Regions from separate parts of the Capra hircus genome. Here region 2 is linked to region 1. A link is a contact called in public Hi-C data. All regions are on one chromosome and are shown on one strand. Each heading gives the region's core, a stretch centred on a gene start, on an enhancer-like site or on the middle of the called end of the contact. The rest is flanking DNA. Distances are from core to core; before and after follow the strand shown.

Region 1 (2,740 bases), core at 117-2,616:
ACAGCCTTGAACAAAGGCAGTGGTTCCGCTTGCGAGGCAGAGCAGGAGCAGTGGACAGAAAATAAACAAGCACTCCGGTAATTTCAGGCAGTGAGAATCACTGTCAAGAAAATAAAACCAGAAACTGGGGGAAGAGTGATCACATCATTTAAAACTACCAATCTAACAGAGAGTAGCATTCACATATACACACTACCCTGTTTGCTAGCGGGAAGCTGCTGTGTAGCACAAGGAGCTCAGCCTGGTGCTCTGTGATGACCTAAGGGTGAGATGCGGGGGTGGGAGGGAGGCTCAAGAGGAAGGGGAAATATATATATATATATATATATGTAATTATGACTGATTAACGCTGCTGTACAGTAGAAACCATCACAACTTGCAAAGCAATTAATCTCCAATAAAAATAACTACCAATCATCCTGTGAGATAATATTGTCACTCCAAAAATAATATATAGTATATACAGTATGTATTTTATATTGATGAATATTTTTGTATTTTTACGTAATTTTTGATATGTATATATATATAATCACTCCCACTCTACGGGCTTTGAGAGGTAAAGTATTTAACTTGAGGCCCATTGAATTCACTTGTTAGGGAGAGAAGAGAGGGAGCAATCAAGCTGGCTAGGATTTAATTTTCTGCCTTCCTGAATCCAAAGCCTATCTCTCTTCACTCCTGAGGCTGCCCAGGAAAAGAGGAAGATGGACGATCAGCGTAGGATGTCCTAACTGGCGTGTTCTGTCAGTCAACATCTCAATTTCACTGCAAGAGTTGTTTATAATACCCAAGTGTCTCAAGCAGGGCACACACATGGTATGCATGTGGGTTCTCAGAGTCTGATGGTCCTTGATCTTTCTGAGTACCCTTAAGAGAGAAAAAGCAAGCAAAGATCCTTCAATTCTAGCTGTGGGAGGCAGTGTATTTATCCATGAGGCTTATACTGCTCTTATATTAATACATCCAAGACATTTTTTTTAGCTTTTTTTATTATAGGAATCTCATCACTTTAGAGGATGTGTGGACTTCCTTGTACTTTCACAGTAAACCATCGTTTCCAAGAAAATGGGAAGAGAAGCCCGGGAGAGAGTTCTGTGGTCTGCGTCTCGCCGAGTCATCTGAAGGGCAGGGAACACTGCATCACCTCCTAGAGGAAGAAGCTGCTCTTTGTGTCTGAGGTCGGAAGGATGTTGCCATCCCCTCGGAATGTCCACGGCAGGCTCCTCACATTGTCAGAGCTTCTCCCGGCCAGCTTGTTGCTTCCTCACTCCCCTCGGAAGCCGGAAAGGACATGTGTTTCCTCACACCCACTGCTTTTCTCCTCCAAGGGCCAGGCGCGGGTTCGCGGGCTGCCAGTGAGCGCGGCGGCTGAAACCACCACAGATTACGTCGTAAAGAATTTACGGTAATTTCCAACCAGCCAAGATGACTGTGCATCCTACAACTGGGCTTCATCAGAAAGGAGCTGCTCCTCTGGACGAGCCCAGCTGCCAGCTGACTTTAAAACCTAGCTCTTCTCGGGCTCGCAGATGCCAAGGGGGAACCGCATTATTAACATGCAGGCCCTGGGTGCAGCGGTGTCGCCGTGGACTACAGTGACCACTGCGGAAGCGCCCACTGCCTCTGTCCTCCCAGCCTCCCTCTTTTTATCCCTGCCGGCTGCTTTCCTTCCCCAAAGCCTGATGCTATTTAATGGACTGTTATTGAATTTGAAAATGGCTACAAGCCTTTTGAAAAAAATAGCCCATTAGGAAACATAAAATAACCAGAGCAGACTCTAAAGTGATTTTGAAAAATGACGTGGGCCGATAACGCCAACACTTTACCCTACCAGTCTTCCCTACCCCCTACAGGGTTATATGCTTGCATCCTGCAGTTATCCTTGAGGAAAGCGGTCCGTAAGATGTTACTGAGAAAAAACTGAATTACAGCCTGATCTCACATGGGGTTCCCCTGGTAAGATCTTTTCTGTGCAAAGCTTGGTGGGTTGTGCTTTTGCACAGTTCTCCTCCCCCCACCTCCTCCCCACCCCCGTCTCATTATATGAATCCTCAACCCCAGGATTGAGAGTTTCCTCCTGTTTTTAAGTAGTTTCTTTATCACTGGGTTTTGCATTAGATACAGTAAGCTGTCCAGGATGTGTTCAAGAGCACAAGCTCTGCGAAACGGCACTTTTCCCTCTCTCATAAGGTCCTTATGTTTCCAAATGACTGTAGCTTTCATTTTCTCTGCCGTGTTATCATCACGGGTCTTTTAATGTAGATCTGTTAGGGACTTGTAAGCTCATGCTGTCTCTCATTCATGTCCGACTCTTTGCGACCCTGTGGACTGTAACCCACCAGGCTACTCTGTCCATGGGATTCTTCAGGTGAGAATACTGGAGTGGGTTGCCATTTCCTCCTCCAGGAGATCTTCCCCACCCAGGGATCAAACCATGCAGGGATGTCCTTTGTCTTCTGCGTTGAAGGCAGATTTTTCACTGTTAAGCCATCAGAGAAGCCCCTATTAGGAACTTAGTACCTTGCTATCTCAGTATCCTGAGCTGCAGACGTGTATTGCTAATGTCATGGACGATGTTTCTTCCTAAGATGTTTCATTTATTCAGTCCAGGGTTTTTGAAGAGCCAGCGGCACTAACCAGTAGTGGTTCAGAAACCTGGGGTAAGTAGGGGTAAGCAGGCCAGGTGAACAAGACTGGGGAAAGAATGGTTTGAGGAAGTCCTGGAGGCACGCCCAGT
Region 2 (2,740 bases), core at 173-2,672, 160 kb after region 1:
ACCAACAAAAACCTGTTGTATAGCACAGGGAACTCTGCTCAATGTTATGTGGCAGCCTGGATGGGAGGAGGGTTTGGGGAAGAATGGATCCATATGTATGTATGGCTGAGTCCCTTCACTGTTCACCTGAAACTATCACAGTGTTGTTAATTGGCTGTACCCCAATACACAATGTTTTTGTTGTTTAAAAAATTAAATTATTAACAGATGGTTAAGATGGTAAATGGTATGCTATATATTTTACCATAATAAAAAAATTGGGAAAAATAACGTGGGAAGCCATTTACTTTATCTTACCCTTTGTGTTAATACATTCCTTAAAAAAAAAAAAAATCAGTAAAACATGATTCCCTAGAGGAACTGCAGTTTGGACGATGCAATGAGAGCCTCGAGTGGCAATGAGGACAGGAGCAGGAAGTGGAGTCGGTGGGCTCCAGATTGTCAGGAGCAGTGAGCTTTCCTAGGGGGTGGGCAGCCATACAGGAATTGAAGGCAAGGAGTGCCCTAGTCTGAGACACGTTTCAGACAGCGCACTCTGGTGGCAGGATAGTGATTGGAGTGGAGGAGACAGCAACCAACGCGGAGCTTTGGGGCAAGAATCTATAAGCAAAGCATGGTGACAGCCTGCGTGGGGTGGGATCAGAGGTGGGGCGTGAAGTGGGCTTGCAGAGAGGGAGATGGAGCCACATCTCAGGGAGGCAGGAAGAAAACCTAGGGAGGGCGAGGGGGCGGGGAGGGGTCAGGGGACCAGAGACTTCTGAGTGAGGTTCAGTCTGGGCAGCTTGGAGCTGTCCCATGAGATCCTGATGGAGAGCTGTCCTTAGCTGAAGGGGGACGAGGGGCTTGGAGAGTGATGGGAGGTGAGGAAGTGAGCCCTGTGGGGCAAGCTTCATGGCAGAGAAGAGGAGAGGAAGTAGCCAGGATGACTTGTAGGACCAGGAAAGTAAGTCACAGCAGGTACTCATCAAACATTGAGTATGTGCCCACCTTTTATTTCATGACCCTTTAAAACATTCTTATAAAAACCCAGAGAGCTAGATGGTATTATTTCCTTTTTATTTTTTAAACAGGTAATGGGTTTGGGGTTCAGTTTCCTGGGGCTCAGTTCTTTGGGGCTACCATGACGAAGTGCTCCAGACTGAGGGGCTTAAAATGACAGAAATATATTACCTCTGTTGGCGGGGCCATGCTCCCTCTGACACCTGCAGGGAAATCTTTCCTTGCCTCTTCCTAGCTTCCTGCTGGTAACGCCTGTCTTTTTTAAATTTTTTACAGTTTATTTATTTTGGCTGTGCTGCGTCTCGCTGTTGCTTGGGCTTTTCCTTAGCAGCAGGGAGTGGGTGGCTACTCTCTCACTGCGGTGCACGAGCTGCTCATTGCGGTGGCTTCTCTCCTTGTGGAGCACGGGCTCTCGCTGCGGTGTGTGAGCTGCTCATTGCGGTGGCTTCTCTCCTTGTGGAGCACGGGCTCTGGGGCATGCGGGCTTCAGCAGTTGTGGCGGGTGGGCTCCGTAGTTGGGACTCCCAGCCTCTAGAGCACAGGCTCCATAGTTGTGGTGCGAGGGCTTAGTTGCTCGGCAGCATGTGTGATCTTCCTGGACCAGAGATCTGTGTAGATCCTGGACCTACGCCTCCTGCATTGGCAGATAGATTCTTTATCACTGAGTCACCAGGGAAGCCCCCTGGCTTGCTTTGGCTGGCGCTACATCCCTCCAGTCTCTGCCCGGCCGCATCACACCGGGTGCTCCCTCTGTCTCTGTGTGCTCTGGATCTTTACACAGTGTTCTCTCCGGGTCACTGATCCAAACTTCCTTTTACTTGTAGGGACACCAGCCATTGGGTTAGAGCCCACTCCACCCTCCAGCCCAGTATGATGTCATCTTGATTACACCTGCAAAGACCCTGTTGCCAAATAAAAACACATCGTTATGGGTCCTGGGAGTTGGAAGCAGAATATATCTTTTTTTGGGGCAGATGCAAGTCAACCCACAACGTCATCTGATTTTAAAAATCTCTGCCCTGTGTTTCCTATGTTTACACAATGAAGTGTTTGAATTTAAATGATCCAAAATTATTTTCAGATTTAAAATTGTGTGAAGATGATTGTAAAAGTTTTAAGTAACAATCATAGAAAGGCTTGAAGGGGAACAGTTGACTTTAACTGGAAAAAAATCAAAGATGAAGAACTGGATGGAAGAGAGAACTGCTTAGGTGAGGGGTTCCATTCTGGGGTGGCCTGGGCTGCACCTAAACTACACTGAGCAGAGAGGTACCCACCAAGCTCTCAGTTCTGGCTTAGCTTTAATGGTAGGTTCTAAATTTTTATTTAAAAAACTAGTTTCTTCCCTGGTTGAAATTTTAGGAAATAAGTGGCAAATGGATGGCTATGCATGGGGCATAGGGAGGGGAGGAGAGAAAAGAGAAACTTACTTTGAACAAATCTTTAACGAATAAGCCAGTTCCAATGAACTATTTACAAACATTTGCTTTATTCTGGGTGCTGCGAGTCCTGAGGTGTAAAGATAAGGGTGTGACATTAGGACCTTGTATTCTAGGTTTGCACATTTAGAGGCAGGTGATAAACAATGATACCACAAGGACCACTTAGCCAGTTGGTTGTACAATGATCTCCAGTAAGAAGACATAAAACGTAGAAGAAAACATTGTGTCTTGGGACTTAAAGGAGCGCTCCTCCTGGTTCGTCTCCATTGCTTTCTTGGGAGTGGATCTCCCAACAGTTT

The links. Hi-C and Micro-C count contacts between places; a contact is called where the count stands out from the background.
Region 2: a Hi-C map of blood shows a contact between it and region 1, with 4 times the contacts expected there. The contact joins two enhancer-like sites. A contact is called at or near these places in 4 of 5 Hi-C or Micro-C datasets (blood and liver).

The regions. Positions count from the first base shown.
Region 1 is chr14:38,608,860-38,611,599 of ARS1.2, forward strand. No RefSeq gene overlaps it. Among named protein-coding and RNA genes, the nearest start is that of TPD52, 76 kb to the right of the region's middle. Within about 2 kb of position 1,367, at least 1 of the 5 cell types and tissues checked has an H3K27ac peak or open chromatin away from gene starts, as enhancers often do.
Region 2 is chr14:38,768,474-38,771,213 of ARS1.2, forward strand. All of the region lies in intron 1 of TPD52 (tumor protein D52), which reads left to right. Among named protein-coding and RNA genes, the nearest start is that of MRPS28, 52 kb to the right of the region's middle. Within about 2 kb of position 1,423, at least 1 of the 5 cell types and tissues checked has an H3K27ac peak or open chromatin away from gene starts, as enhancers often do.